Regions from separate parts of the Mus musculus genome. Here region 1 is linked to region 2. Evidence: chromatin contacts called from public promoter capture Hi-C data. All regions are on one chromosome and are shown on one strand. The core of a region is the stretch at or near the end of the contact, and the rest is flanking DNA. Distances in the headings are between cores, read along the strand shown.

Region 1 (7,435 bases), core at 2,910-5,409, 390 kb before region 2:
ACATTCAGATCTTGCAGCCAGGGTCATGTGACATGTCACCATTTCCCTAGAAGTAAAATGAGAATAACAAACTCTGCTTGCTAACAGGGTTGCCATGAATAAATTTAGTAATACCTCCTTTTTTAAATGTATTTAAACTCTTATAAGGGTTTTCAGTTTAAAATTTTAGATCAAAAGAATAGTATGAAACATGTGTTCTCTATTATGTTCAAATAGCCAAAATAGTAATGTTAGAAATGATCATGAAGGGGCTAGACCAACGTTCCCTACATGCTTGTAGCAGATGTCCAGCTTGGTCTTCATAGGAGTTTCCTAACAATTGGAGTGGGGGCAGTCTCTAACCCTGTTGCCTACCATTGAATCACTTTCCCCTACTTGGACTGCCTGGTTGGGCCTCAGTGGGAGCGGAGGTTCTGAGTTCTGCTGAAACTAAATGCCCCAGGGTGAGGTGGTACACAAGGGAGCATCCCCTTCTCTGAGTAGAAAGGGAGGGAGAATGGAGGAGGAATTTTCAAGGGCAGCACTGGGAGGACAGGAGTGAAGGGACTGCTATTGGCGTGCAATGTGAATAAACAAATAAGTTATTGAAAAATTGAAAAAAGTTACTGTACTGCACTGACTTATATTAAACTCTTTTATTTAAAACTTTTGCCTTTCTAATAAATATGACTTGCCTAAGTATGCCTTTTCATTACACAATATCTTTTTAGATGAAAATAGCTGAAGTTTGTCAGACAAGAAAGAGCACATGGGAGATGTCTGGTTTCTGGGGGAGTTCTGCTTCATATTACCTTTTCCATTTGCTCAGCACTCTTTCCCCTGGTACCCAGGAGAAGCATGCTTAGAGCATAAAACGTAGTCAGCGGAGAAAAGAAGATGTTTTCTCCCACGTTGTTACTGCTCAGCTCTTTGAACACATCAAGGCAAAATTCAGTACTCGCTGTGGTGATGGGATCCATTCTTATCCCAAACAATGCCTACAAGTAGAGCAAAAATATTTCAGTCCTTGTGTGCGTACTTTCTATGCTGTAAAATACCCCTTGCCCTGGGATGTGTGTGCCAAAATGCTTATGCTTCACAGACTCAGACAAACAGTTGTTTTCCCACCAGACTGCTCCTGTTCAGAACCTCACAGGAGGAGGGTAGCAGCTCTCTATGCAGTTTCCCACAAACAACCTGACACCTGACACAGTTTTATCCCCTTCTTGGCACTCTTCCAAGACTGTGAAGTAAAGCTAGAAGGTGACCCAGTCAGAGCCATATCAGGGGAGGAACAGAAAAGGGAAAACCTGAGAAAAAGAAGGTTGGTGCTGCAGTGTGCAGTATGTTAGGGAAACAGCATATTGGGAAAGAAAGTCTAGTCCTACAGACACTGATGGAGCACCAGCGAGAGTGAAGAGCTAGCCATAGAAACAGCAAACTTCAAGAGTAGTTCCTGGCTGGCAGCCATTGGAGGAGAAGCCCTTGGTTCTATGAAGGCTCGATTCCCCAGTGTAGGGGAATATCAGGGCAGTGACATGGGAGTGGGTGGGTGAGAGGAGGAGCATTCTTATAGAAGCAGGGGAAGGAAGGAAGGAAGAGGGGGTTCTGGAGGGGAAACCAGGAAAGGGGATAACATTTGAAATGTAAGTTCATAAAATATCCAATAAAAAAGATAAAAAAAAACATAAAATTTAAAAAAGTAGTTCCTGGAAACAAGGAGACTTCATTCTTCATAGGGTCCATTGCCAGCAAACACTTCTTTGCTTTGTCTTCCTGGTAGTCAGTCTCTTACTCCACTGCCTGCCTCCTGAGTAACCCCTTACTCTCACATTCAGAGTCTTTCTCCATTGCTGGCAACTGCTCATCATAAATCATCAAGCTTCAGACCTGAGAGTTATCTGCTTGTATACCCACACCTCAGGTGACCTCATCCCAACTCAGGTTCACTTATCACCAAAACTCTGATAGTTCCTTGCTGGAAATCGAGTATAAAATGTGCCCCATAGGCTCATGAACTGAATAGCTGGCCTCAAGCTGATGAAACTATTTTGAGAAGTTCTGGGAACATTAGGTAGAACCTGTCTGAAGGAATGACCTCACTAGGTTTACATACTTGGAGCTATTCGTTTTCTTGCCATCTCCCTACTCCTGTCCCTATCCCTGTCTATCCCGTCTCCCTATCTCCCTTTCCCTGTCCCTATTCCTGTCCCTGTCCCTCTCTCTTTCCCTCTCCCTCTCCCTCTCTCTCTCCCTTGCTCTCTCCCTTTCCTACTCATCTTTGTTCCCTCTATAATTTGTTCTATTCCATAATTCCTTCACTATGTTAGACTGAGCTTTCTGAAACTACAAGCTAAGTGGAACCTCTTCTTACCTTTTCATTTCCCCAGATGTTTGGTTCCAGCAAGAACGATGCTGACTTTGTTTTGAATGTATGCTGCTCCTCCATTCTAGACCCATATATCCAAATTCACACTTGACTCTTCACTTACATGCCTGAGGGTTCCTTCAGATCTGACATGAGGGAGAGCAAACCCTTGGCTCCCCAGCACTCCACCTTGCCTGTTCCATCACATCTTCCCTCATTTGCAGAACTCATAGTTCCACTTTTCCAACTTACAGGCTAATAACCTGGATATTATCCTTTAATACTTTCTCATTCTTGTTCACCTTCAGTCTATAAAAATACCTTATGTCCTCTACTTTTAAAAATGCTGTCACTCTTTCTGATTTTACCACTTTAGACAAAGCTTTCCTCTTCCATCCCAACAATATTGCAACACTTTGCATACCTGGTTACCTCCTTCATTTTTATGTTCCCTATTTGTATTTTCTTGAGAGGCAAGAGTAGTGTTACTTAAAGGTCAGATGCCATGCTCCTCTGAACTCAGCATCTTCAGTACCAAGCCATTCTCAGAAAAGTCAAAGCCTTACCATACCCAGCATGCCACTTCCCTGACCTGACCCTGGCCTTCTCAAGACTCATCTCTGTCCTACTTCACTGACTCTCGATACCATAGCTTTTCCTTTCATCCAATATACCAAGCATGTCCATATCAGGCCTTCTACATTGTTTATCCCTCCTCTGAGCTGTTCTTCCCCCCAGTTGTCAGAAGGCTCACTCTGGCAGATCATTCCTCTTTCCTTTCAGAAATACACTGCATCAGTAACCCTTCCCATGGCCGTTCCCATTGAAAACTCAGCCACATCCCTACGTCATAACTCTTCAGGCTCTTTTTCTTCCTAGAACACTCCACCTGACTCACTACACATGCCATTTTTTTTATCTGATCTACTCCCTAGATTCCTGCCTCCATCAGATCATGGATTCCTTTTTGTTCTCCTTGGTGGACATGTAGATGCCCCTCATAAAAGTATGTGAAGAGAGGGGATTTTAATCCAGTAAGTACCACACTAAGCAGGTACGCATAGACTTCAGTGGAAGTACAGAAGAAAGAAGCAGATGTACCCTGAGAGGCGCAGCCTCCTTCTATGGAAAAGTAGGAGGGTTTTCCAGGAATGTGCAAGAAGTCAGAACATCCACGAGAAAAGCAATGGGTTGAAAAGAGACCAACATGCAGGAAAAGAAACATACAGATCCAGAAAACGAAGTGGGAAACCAAACGCCATGAAAAGTGAGGATAGAGAAAAGTAAGATGTGCCTTTAGAAGAAAACTTGCCCCACTGAGAAGTCAGAATGCCCCGAGAGCTCTTATGAAGCTGAGCTACCAGGTAATCAAGTTAGCATACACACACCATCTCTGTGACCTTCTTCCCACCTGCCCTCCTTTCTGATTTTTTCCCCCGGATTCTCTGCTTACTGTTCAGCCTCCTCTCCCCTGCTTTCTGGACAGCACATTTTAAATGTTAATTACGCAGCAGTCAGCAAGAAGATGAGCTGTGATACAGACTCAGTGTATGCTTAGGAGAAGACCTTAAGCTTCCTGATCTCAAGTCTTAATTGCCTAAACCAATTAAAACAATGCAGCAGTACTTGTCAGTGAGCGGCTTAGGACCTAGGAACTTCTGCAATCCTTGCTAAAGAAACCTTTTCCCTGGAAAAGGTCAATAAGCCCGTCGGAGAATCTCCTTTTTCAGAGCTATGCTGTCTACATGTGGGTACCATTCGAGGAGCTTTGCATGCGCATGAGGTCAAAGAGAGAGCCCAGCATGCCAGTGGAGAAAGACTCAGGGAATTGGAGTCCCTAATGACTCACAGCTGTGTGGGTGGATTAACTGGCTTGGATCTACCCTACTTTGGCATTTCTTGTCATGTCTTCTGACAGCTTTTCTTGCTTTGTAAATGAAACGTTTTAGTTTAGTCTTCTGTTGCTACTTGCAGCTAGAAGCATCACTGCTTACTTCAGAAGATCTGTTTATGCCTCCTTGGCCTCTAAGACGAGCAGGCCCACTTAAGAAAATTCATAGTTTTCTAATGCATCTATGCATTTTAGTTAGACCGTCCCAGATCTGAAAACACTTCATTCTTTTACCTCTTCTCTCTTACATATAGCTCCACGCGTTTTTAGAATGCTAGACTAAACACATGTTCCCAAGGACAGTATAGCAAACCATCTAGCCCTCCCTGCTTCTGTCCATTGACTGTAGTCACTAATGTGTGTTTTCAGCCATGCCCATTTGACCTGAGCTCACTGGAGGTGTACTCTCTGGGGTGTGACCATGTGTGTCACTGATTTAGGAATGTGTGTCATGCTCAGTGCTCTGTGTTCTCACTGTCATAAAGAGCCGAGGGCACATGGTCCTCAGGTCTGAGAGAGGGAGGGGAGCCTGTGGCTCAACCGAATGCTGTCAGGCAACTGAGAAGCAAAAGGAAATGTGTCATCTGTGGACTTTCAAAACAATGAACCATGGCATTTACACGGTGCTGGTGATGATCATCACCCCATCCTGCAAATAACAATGGTCACTAAACCCATTCCCATGCACTGGATGCTGTGCAGTAGCTCTGACACCACCCAGCATGGCACACTGGAGCCAAGCATGAGCTAGTCCACCATTTCCTTGTGATTTTTTTTAAACAAAAATATTGGGGGGCGGGGGGGGGGCTTTGCTGATCTCGTGTCTCTGTACAGCTCGAGTCTTCAGAGCAAGATGCTGCCGTTCAGCTTCATCTTAGTACAGCTCTCCATCATACCTATAATAATAATTAGTGTCCTTGGAAAACACTTATTTGGTAATCTAAATAATAAAAGTCCACCCAGTACTGAGGTACATCCAAGCTGGCCGCTCTCCATACTCTATTCAACTCTGTACTGGGTGGAGTTACTGGATGAAATCACATTCTAGGATGTAACTTCAAGTACATGTAGTTTATTTTCAATTTGTGCCATTTTGATTATAAAGCAGTCAAGGAACCCTGCAATTAATGAAGCTTCTTAAAAGACTTTAGAACACAGTAGGGTCACTTACTGCATTCTGTACTTTCTAAAACTCTGACTGTCTTTCTTTATAATCCTGAGTAGAAAAGCTCAAAGCATCAGCCCCTGCCCTTGGGAGCCAGAGTCCTGTGACTACACAGGTCCTTCTTCTCTTTACTCAGCATGTTAAGCTAATTCACTCTCTTTCACCCCAGTCTCAGATCATACTTTTAATTTCTTTAGACAAAACCCTTTTTTTTGTAGGTGTTCTTGTAAACTATCTATTTTATTGGGTCATACACTTTTTTGGTTTTCATAAGCAATTTTCTGTTAAGTGGTTTATTCTTCATTTAGTACTAAATATTACGTTGCTCCAGATGGATTCACTTCTGCTAGTGAATTCTTGTATTTTTGTCATATGTTACCCTATTTACTCCCCAGGGACTGATGCTTTAATGGCACCCTGCATCACAGCGTCATAGGAAGTGCTGTGAAGAACATCTCCATAGTCCCTATTTACAGGCCTACACTAAAATGCCTTTGAGAAATAAGTGATTGGAAATGCCTTTGAGAAATAAGTGATTGGTCACAGGGTCCATATACACACCAAGTACTGTATGTGCAGGATTCACAGTCTTTAGTCTTGAAAGACGAGCTATGCCTCTGCAGTTCTGCAGAGGATGCATTGGGAGCTTGAGAGATTGCACACTGTTGGGAATGGAGCTGTGGTCCATCTCTCCTGAGCCTCCCACTTCTCCCAATCGCTGCCACATGCTATTAAGTAATGCAACAGCATTGCCAGCTAACTTCAACAGATAAGAGTAAATAAACAGTACAGCTTGTATGACCTCACCACTGAACCTGGCAGTGCATCATACAAGAAACAAAAATGCTGAGTTCATATTTATAAAGGTGTTAGAAATGTATAATTATAATAACGTCATGAGCTTTGTGTCCACAGGTTTATAATGCAGCATTCAAGACATCTATAATCTCAGTTATTCTCTAGAACACTAAATTTTTTTTTTTGGTTTTTGTTTGCTTGTTTGTTTGTTGTTTTTGTTTTGTTTTTGTTTATCAAGACAGGGTTTCTCTGTATAGCCCTGGCTGTCCTGGAACTCACTTTGTATACCAGGCTGGCCTCAAACTCAGAAATTCACCTGCCTCTGCCTCCCAAGTACTGGGATTAAAGGCATGCATCACCACCTACCAGCTAGAACACTACCTTTATAGCTATAAGCACAAATCTTTTGCAACAGTTCTAGTTTCAAAATTGTATTCAAGTAATTTTATGCTCTAGTCTTTATTGACAATTTTTCTACATCTGGGTGATTGTCTTTGCATAAAGAGAATAACGTCTAGATGAATTACAGGTTTTGGTCCTGTGAATATACTGGGTTTTGTCACTAGAATTATCATTTCTTGGGGGAAGGATAATAAATTTTTGAACTTATCAATGTCTTCATTTTGCCCCAGAACAAATATATACTAGAGAAAATAACACTGAATATTTATTCACATCTAGACGAATAAAGACTGACCAGTCAATTTGCACAAAGAAGAATGAACTGGTTAAAAGTCTAAAAACATATGAATCCTGAAAAACACGTGTAGAAGCCATCGTGGCCAAACCGATCTGCAGAGGGAAAGTCGGGAGCTTCATAGAAGATGATGCATTGGAATTTGAAAAGAAGGTGAGAATTTTAGAAAGCTTCCTTGAATATCTCTGTACATTTCTGCCTATATTTTAGGACAAGAAACATCTTCCAGGAAAGTTGAATGTGTAATCTAAAGGTAGCTGTGGGAGAAAAGGCAGCAAAAAAAGATTCCTGAGTTTCTTCTCCTTTCAAGGTTTTAAAAAATGTATTCAAGAAGAGATGATTCTATTTGGGAAATGTCAGAAGGAGAACATGTATCAGAAATAGGTCTGTACAGAGACACAAAGTCTTGGTCAGCTCTTTGAGAGCACATATATAACAAAGACCTCAACTTCTTAAAACTTGAGCACTGCCTGGTTAAAGTACACATGGAGAAACTCACAGACACAAAGAAACACACACACACAGAAAATCCCACAG
Region 2 (6,857 bases), core at 509-3,008:
ATATTCATGTGTTTTCAGTGGCATACAGGAAACATCATCTCCTTGAAAAGCCAGAGAAATGTCTATGTTGCCCCCTGATATCTTCAGAGGAGCCTAGTAATAGGCTCATTTGGGTCTTCATCTTAGATATGTCATTTAGGCCAAATAGAAATTCCATAAGTAATCAAAGTTACCTTGGGCTTTCATATCCTCTTTAACTATAGAATAATGGCTTTTAAAAAGGCTGTTTATCATACCCCTACTTAAAGGAATGCCAAGCATCAAGGAGCAAATGGAACCTGGACAGGGAAGAGGCCTTCCCTGACAGACTTGAAATTACTCCACATTCATCAGCAGGTCAAGTTGCACACATTTTCAAGGCAATGCTAGAGGGTAAATCTCAAAACCAAGCCTCTTTCTGGACAGGAAAGGAAGCTCCCCACCTTCTGTAACTCAGAAGCAGTGGCTCCTCGGGTCCCCAGGATGATCATGCCAATGGCTGTTGAGATGCCCACAGGGGAAAAGAAGACGTTGCCATCATTTGTTTTATTCAGTTCTTTGAAAAGATCAAACAGGAACTGTGTGGCTGCTGTGCCTAGTGAGTCCATGATTGTTTCCAAGTAATCTAGAACAGCAATAACAATCAACACCACTTCTGGACTGGGCTGCCTTATGCTCGAGTTATTCTTTCCTTCATTTATCCAGAACACTGTTATTCCTGACCCTCAGAACTACTGCCCACTCCTTGTCCTGCTCCCATAACAGAAGATGTAAGTCAGCATAAGAAGCATAAACTAGTTTCATCCAGTGGTTATCAGTTCTTCTTTCCCAGGGAGGTATGGTAATGCCTTAATGGTTTTCTCCTCTGGTTTATCTGTAGTCAGAATCTGCATCCCGTCCTAGACATCATCGAAGTTCCACTGAGCAGACCCACCCTTTGCCCTGCACAAGTGTAGCTTATCCAGCTGCCCAGCTTGTGGGAAGGCAGGATTCTGACAGCATGGGAATCCCCACAGGTCTTACATTCAAGCAGTATTCTCCAATCCAGACTCATTGTAATACAACAGTTGTATTCTTATCTGACACTTTTCATTTCTCAAGACATCCAAATACAATCCAATATAGGAGAACATGTTAGATCCCTATCCCTGATTCCTAACCCCACAAAAAGTTTAATACGGTCTGAATTTTCTCCTGAAGGGCAGTGGAGTATCCATACTCATGGGTTACGTTAAGAGTTTTCCTTTCTTACACTTTTTAAAAATTTGTTTTGGATTTTTTTCAGTGAACTAATCTTACTGTTATTAAAATCACAAAAAAAAATAATTTTCGAAGAACCGTTAATATCTACCAAATAAACAAGTAGAGTATGGATATGCTTTATGTTTTCTTCAGCATTTATTTCATAAAGGTTTTTAAAAAAAAATCAAAATGAGTAAGATACATAAAGCTCTCAACAGCCCTCACACTTTAGGTCTCATCCTTGCTATGAAGTCCGCCATCTTGCATTTGCTGTTAGAGGTTCCACCTCGGTTCATTATAGGGATTCCTTACTCAGAAATAAAAGGATTTAACTCATTATCAAACAAGATAAATTGCAATGATCATTTGGGCACTGAAATAAAATAACCTCAAGAACAGTCTATGCACAAAAAAATATATATTTATTTCAAATCCACAACAGCCATATTCTCAAAGCAGAGAACTCAAACTGGATCTGAGGAAGAACTTACCTGGCTCTGAAGAGACAGCAGTGGCTGGACAGAGACTAGGAATCTATGTAGAGTGAGTAGCTGAGGTCTTTAATTTATAGTGAGTGCTCTCTGCCTCTCCCTAGTCATTACAGTTTATCTTTCCAGTGAAACAGCCTCTGGTTTCTCAACAACAGTTTCCCTAATAAAAATAGCAGGCAAGGTTTATGAGAAAACTAAGAGCTTAATTTCTTTTATTTTGTGTGTGTGTGTGTGTGTGTGTGTGTGTGTGTGTGTGTGTGTGTGTGTAGTGATGAAATTATGTAGTTAAAGTTATCAGCAACTGTGTTTTCAACTTTAATATGTACTTCAAGTACACTGGAAGGTAACTTCAAGATCCCTCAGAAATTCTGCCTGGAAACCAAGCATAAAGACATTCAAATCATTCAGAGAGCAAAACAAGATTGAAAGCAGATGTTCAAAGTACTAAAGGGTAAAACTTTAATGGTCAGGTCAAGGGAATTATAGCCCATGAGGCAGGAGAGCAACCCAAAAGAGGCCCTTCATACTTAAATGATAAAAGGGATGCCCCAGGAAGACAAAAAGTGTTAGAGCACCTTAGAAATACAACACACTCTTCTGAGGGACTTGAGAAAAATACCTACATCCCAGCCTGAACCCAGAGTCAGCCTCTCTGTAGTGAGAGCCAGCTTCAGAATTTTTAATCACCTATGGTGATTAGGATGGATGCTCAGACAAGGTTCGGCGCCACTTGTTTATGTAGTCTAATGAAGACATCAGTGAAAGCATACTTTATTTACCACAGACCAACAGTGTTGGGTCCTGACAAGCCATTCAGGATATGAAACTCTAGCTTCTGGTTTTATTATTTTGTAGTGCCAAATGCAAGTAAGAAGATAAACAAACATTATTATGCTAGGCATAAACTAGAAAGAAAAAAAAAGAACAACTGGACAGGCAACTTCAAACTTGCAGGCAGACACACACACACACACAAAACCATGTATGATCCCAAATATTGTGTCCATTTATTAAGATGCCAATCAGAATGTATTCAATAAATAATTATTCAGTCTACCATGTACTAGACACTATGTTAAGTACTTCGTGAATAGTCAACAGAGGTTCTGGAAAACTATTTGCAAAGTAGGGAAAGCTTGATAGGAAACTGCACCTCCAAATTCCATTTTTGCCAACCCTGGCACATCCCAACTGGCTCTACCAGTTCATCAAAAGAACAAGAGAAACACTGACGACTGGATCCCGCTTCAGTATTTAAAAAGGGTGTGGTTAGTCATCCTTGCTGAGCAGCTGCCCCTGGGAGGGCGTTGTAATTCCAGTAACCCTGAAGATGGTTCTTCTTAGAGATGCAGCCTTAAGGCATAGCTCATATACAAACTTTTAAAATAATTTTAAAGCAGCATTTAAGTAGCTTCTCTTTTGTAATTGTCACTGGAAATACCCAAATTGAGTAAGGATTCAAAGAATCAGCACTTAAAGTTAACCCTAACATCTGCCATATGGAAATGTTAGTTATAGTTAACTCTAATGTCAAAGATATGTAATGTTAGGGGGGTTAATAGCCCAAAATCCTTGAGTCTATAATAATATTATATGCCTTAATATGTCTATCCACTTTTATCCTTTTCTCTGTGGCCCCTACACTTACAGCCCCACTGTGTAGCTATTTTCTTAAACCTCTGCTTCTGTAGAGAAACGTTTTCTCTGCTTTTGCCTCTCTGGCCTCTGGCCTTTCTAACTGCTCCCACCACTTCACAGTCTATATACATTTTGAGGGCATCTCCCATTCCCTGACTGTATTCACTCTCCTTTAAAGGTCCACTCACACACTCATTGTCTTCACCAGAAACTGCTCCTATCGTATGTGTTGGGTTGAGGTAGAGGTGAAGAAAACTCACATCAGACACAAAAGCTTTATTTCCTGAGCACTCGGGCAAGCAGCCAGTTCAGGATCTGAACCAGTTCCCTAAGAGAGATTGTACATTTTTAAAAGATGGGAACACAAAATGAGAGGGCAATTTTGTGAAGTGTTATCCAATTGAATGTTGACATTATGCATTAAACAAGAGAGGACCTGTTGGAAACTGGGCTGTATCCAGGGCACCTAGTTTCAAGGTCCTTAATTCATTGCCCTAGACATTAGGTCCAGAATTCAGAGGGATAAGGAGACAAAGGACAGGGTCAGTTGCATGTAGTTAATGAGAGCTTGGCAGGCATTAGTTATGTAGTTTTACAATGTATGCACCTTGTCTTAGAGACCAGCACTTTCTATATTCTTTACCAATTAACAGACAATAAAGAAAACATTTGGAGAAGTGAAATAGGGGTTCATTCCTAGGCCTGGGAACATGAATTTGTTTGACCTTGCCAATAAGATGGAGAAGTTGTCCCTGAGACAGATAGACTAAGACAGCTATCTCCTTACAAATTGTCCCTGAGATGTCTGGACTCAGGCAACTGGTTACAACAGAAGCTGTTCAACTATTGGGAAGTCCCCAGCTCCTCGAGGGTCTAGGACTTTGAATTTAGTTTTTCCCTATGATTAAATGGAGTCTAAAAATGAAATGGTAACACTTAGGATAAGTTTATTTGTTTGTTCCAAGCATAAACTACTGGGCACTAACATGACTCCATCTAGCTACACATTCCCATAAAGAAGACATGAATATAGAGGGAGAGCTGTGAACAGAAAGGCTTAGTGAATGGAGAAGAGGAGTGACCAAAGGAAATGGTGTGAAATGACATCAAATACATACATATGTAACACACATGTATGACTGTAACAATTTTTACATAAGGAACAAAACCACTTCACCAACTGACTGTCACATAGCCTTGGTTCTGCACTTGCTCTGTGGTATTAGAGAATGAACTCTCTAGAGAAAACACACTACTAATTAACGATTACCCTTGCTCTGACTTCCATTTCTCAAAAAAAAAAAATCTCCCTCTGAAAAATTAGAGGAACAAAAATGAGTGTCTTCGGCTTTGATTTTAAGTAATTAACCTAAGACAAACATGTTTTAACATGTGTTTCAAACACAACATTGCTTTTGCAAAAATTACAAAATTCTTCGGTGATTCTTTTTTTGTGTGTGGCAAATTATTATTTTTTAATTAGGTATTTTCTTCCTTTACATTTCCAATGCTATCCCAAAAGTCCCCCATACCCTGCCCTCCCCCAACACCCCTACCAACCTACTCCCACTTCTTGGCCCTGGGGTTCACCGGTACTGAGGTATATAGTTTGCAAGACCAATAAGCCTCTCTTTCCAATGTGGGCCAACTAGGCCATCTTCTGATACATATGCAGCTAGAGACACGAGCTCGGGGGGGGGGGGGGGGGCGGGTACTGGTTAGTTCACATTGTTGTTCAACCTATAGGGTTGCAGACCCCTTTAGCTCCTTGGGTGCTTCCTCTAGATCCTCCATTGGGGGCCCTGTGATCCATCCAATAGCTGTCTGTGAGCATCCACTTCTGTGTTTGCTAGGCCCTGGCATAGCCTCACAAGAGACAGCTATATCTGGGTCCTTTCAGAAAAATTTTACTAGTGTATGCAATGGTGTCAGCGTTTGGAGGCTGGTTATGGGATGGATCCCCGGGTATGGCAGTCTCTAGATGGTCCATCCTTTCATCTCAGCTCCAAACTTTGCCTCTGTAACTCTAAGATCTTCTTTAAATTCTTTCTTCAAAGACTTGAAGTTCTTATCATACAGATTTTTCACTTATTTAGTTAGAGTCACACCAAGGTATTTTCTATTATTTGTGACTATTGTGTAGGGTGGTATTTCCCTAATTTCTTACTCAGCCTGTTTATCCTTTGTGTAGAGAAAGGCCATTGACTTATTTGAGTTAGTTTTATATCCAGCTACTTCACTTAAGCTGTTTATCAGGTTTAGGAGTTCTCTTGTGGAATTTTTAGGGTCACTTATATATACTATCATATCATCTGCAAAAAGTGATACTTTGACTTCTTCCTTTCGAATTTGTATCCCCTTGATCTCCTTTTGTTGTCGAATTGCTCTGGCTAGGACTTTAAATACTATGTTGAATAGGTATGGAGAAAGTAGGCAGCCTTGTCTAGTCCCTGATTTTAGTGGGATTGCTTCCAGCTTCTCACCATTTACTTTGATGTTGGCTACAGGTTTGCTGTAGATTGCTTTTATCACGTTTAGGTATGGGCCTCAAATTCCTGATCTTTCCAAGACTTTTATCATGAATGGGTATTGGATTTGTCAAATGCTTTCTCCACATCTAACGAGATGATCATGTGGTTGTTCTCTGAGTTTGTTTATATAGTAGATTACCTTGATGGATTTCCATATATTAAACCATCCTTGCATCCCTGGAATGAAACCTACTTGGTCAGGGTGGATGATTGTTTTGATGTGTTCTTGAATTTGGTTAGTGAGAATTTTATTGAGTATTTTTGCATCGATATTCATAAGGGAAATTGGTCTAAAGTTCTCTATCTTTGTTGGGTCTTTCTGTGGTTTAGGTATCAGAGTGATTGTGGCTTCATAAAATGAATTTGGTAGAGTACCTTCTGCTTCTATTTTGTGGAATAGTTTGTGAAACACTGGAATTAGACATTCTTTGAAGTTCTGATAGAACTCTGCACTAAACCCATCTGGTCCTGGGCTGGTTTTGGTTAGGAGACTATTAATGACTGCTTCTATTTCTTTTGGGGATATAGGACTGTTTAGATCATTAAGCTGATCCTGATTTAACTTTGGTACATGGTATCTGTCTGGAAATTTGTCCATTTCATCCAGGTTTTTCAGTTTTGTTCAGTATAGCCTTTTGTAGAAGGAGTTGATGGTGTTTTGGATTTCTTCAGGATCTGTTGTTATGTCTCCTTTTTCATTTCTGATTTTGTTATTTAAGATGCTGTCCCTGTGCCCTCTAGTGAGTCTGGCTTAGGGTTTATCTATCTTGTTGATTTTCTCAAAGAACCAGCTCCTCATTTGGTTGATTCTTTGAATAGTTCTTCCTGTTTCTACATGGTTGATTTCACCCCTGAGTTTGATTATTTCCTGCCTTCTAATCCTCTGGGGTGAATTTGCTTCCTTTTCTTCTAGACCTTTTAGGTGTGTTGTCAAGCTGCTAATGTGTGCTATCTCTAGTTTCTTTTTGGAGGCACT

Evidence for each region. Promoter capture Hi-C pulls out the DNA fragments that hold promoters and counts their contacts.
Region 1: a promoter capture Hi-C map of second pharyngeal arch cranial neural crest shows a contact between it and region 2, with 6 times the contacts expected there. The contact joins the enhancer-like site here to the promoter of Serpinb13 in region 2. A contact is called at or near these places in 6 of 39 promoter capture datasets (the C10 cell line, cranial neural crest, hippocampal neurons and 3 more).

Annotation. Positions count from the first base shown.
Region 1 is chr1:107,362,920-107,370,354 of GRCm38.p6, reverse strand. It overlaps Serpinb11 (serine (or cysteine) peptidase inhibitor, clade B (ovalbumin), member 11), which reads right to left. Exons shown (of 8, transcript NM_025867.2): 2 at 792-977. The coding sequence starts at 959. Among named protein-coding and RNA genes, the nearest start is that of Serpinb11, 4.3 kb to the right of the region's middle. Within about 2 kb of position 4,159, at least 8 of the 459 cell types and tissues checked have an H3K27ac peak or open chromatin away from gene starts, as enhancers often do. A contact at or near this core is called in second pharyngeal arch cranial neural crest, where this site is marked.
Region 2 is chr1:106,975,885-106,982,741 of GRCm38.p6, reverse strand. It overlaps Serpinb13 (serine (or cysteine) peptidase inhibitor, clade B (ovalbumin), member 13), which reads right to left and starts at 1,758. Exons shown (of 8, transcript NM_172852.3): 1 at 1,713-1,758; 2 at 423-604. The coding sequence starts at 587.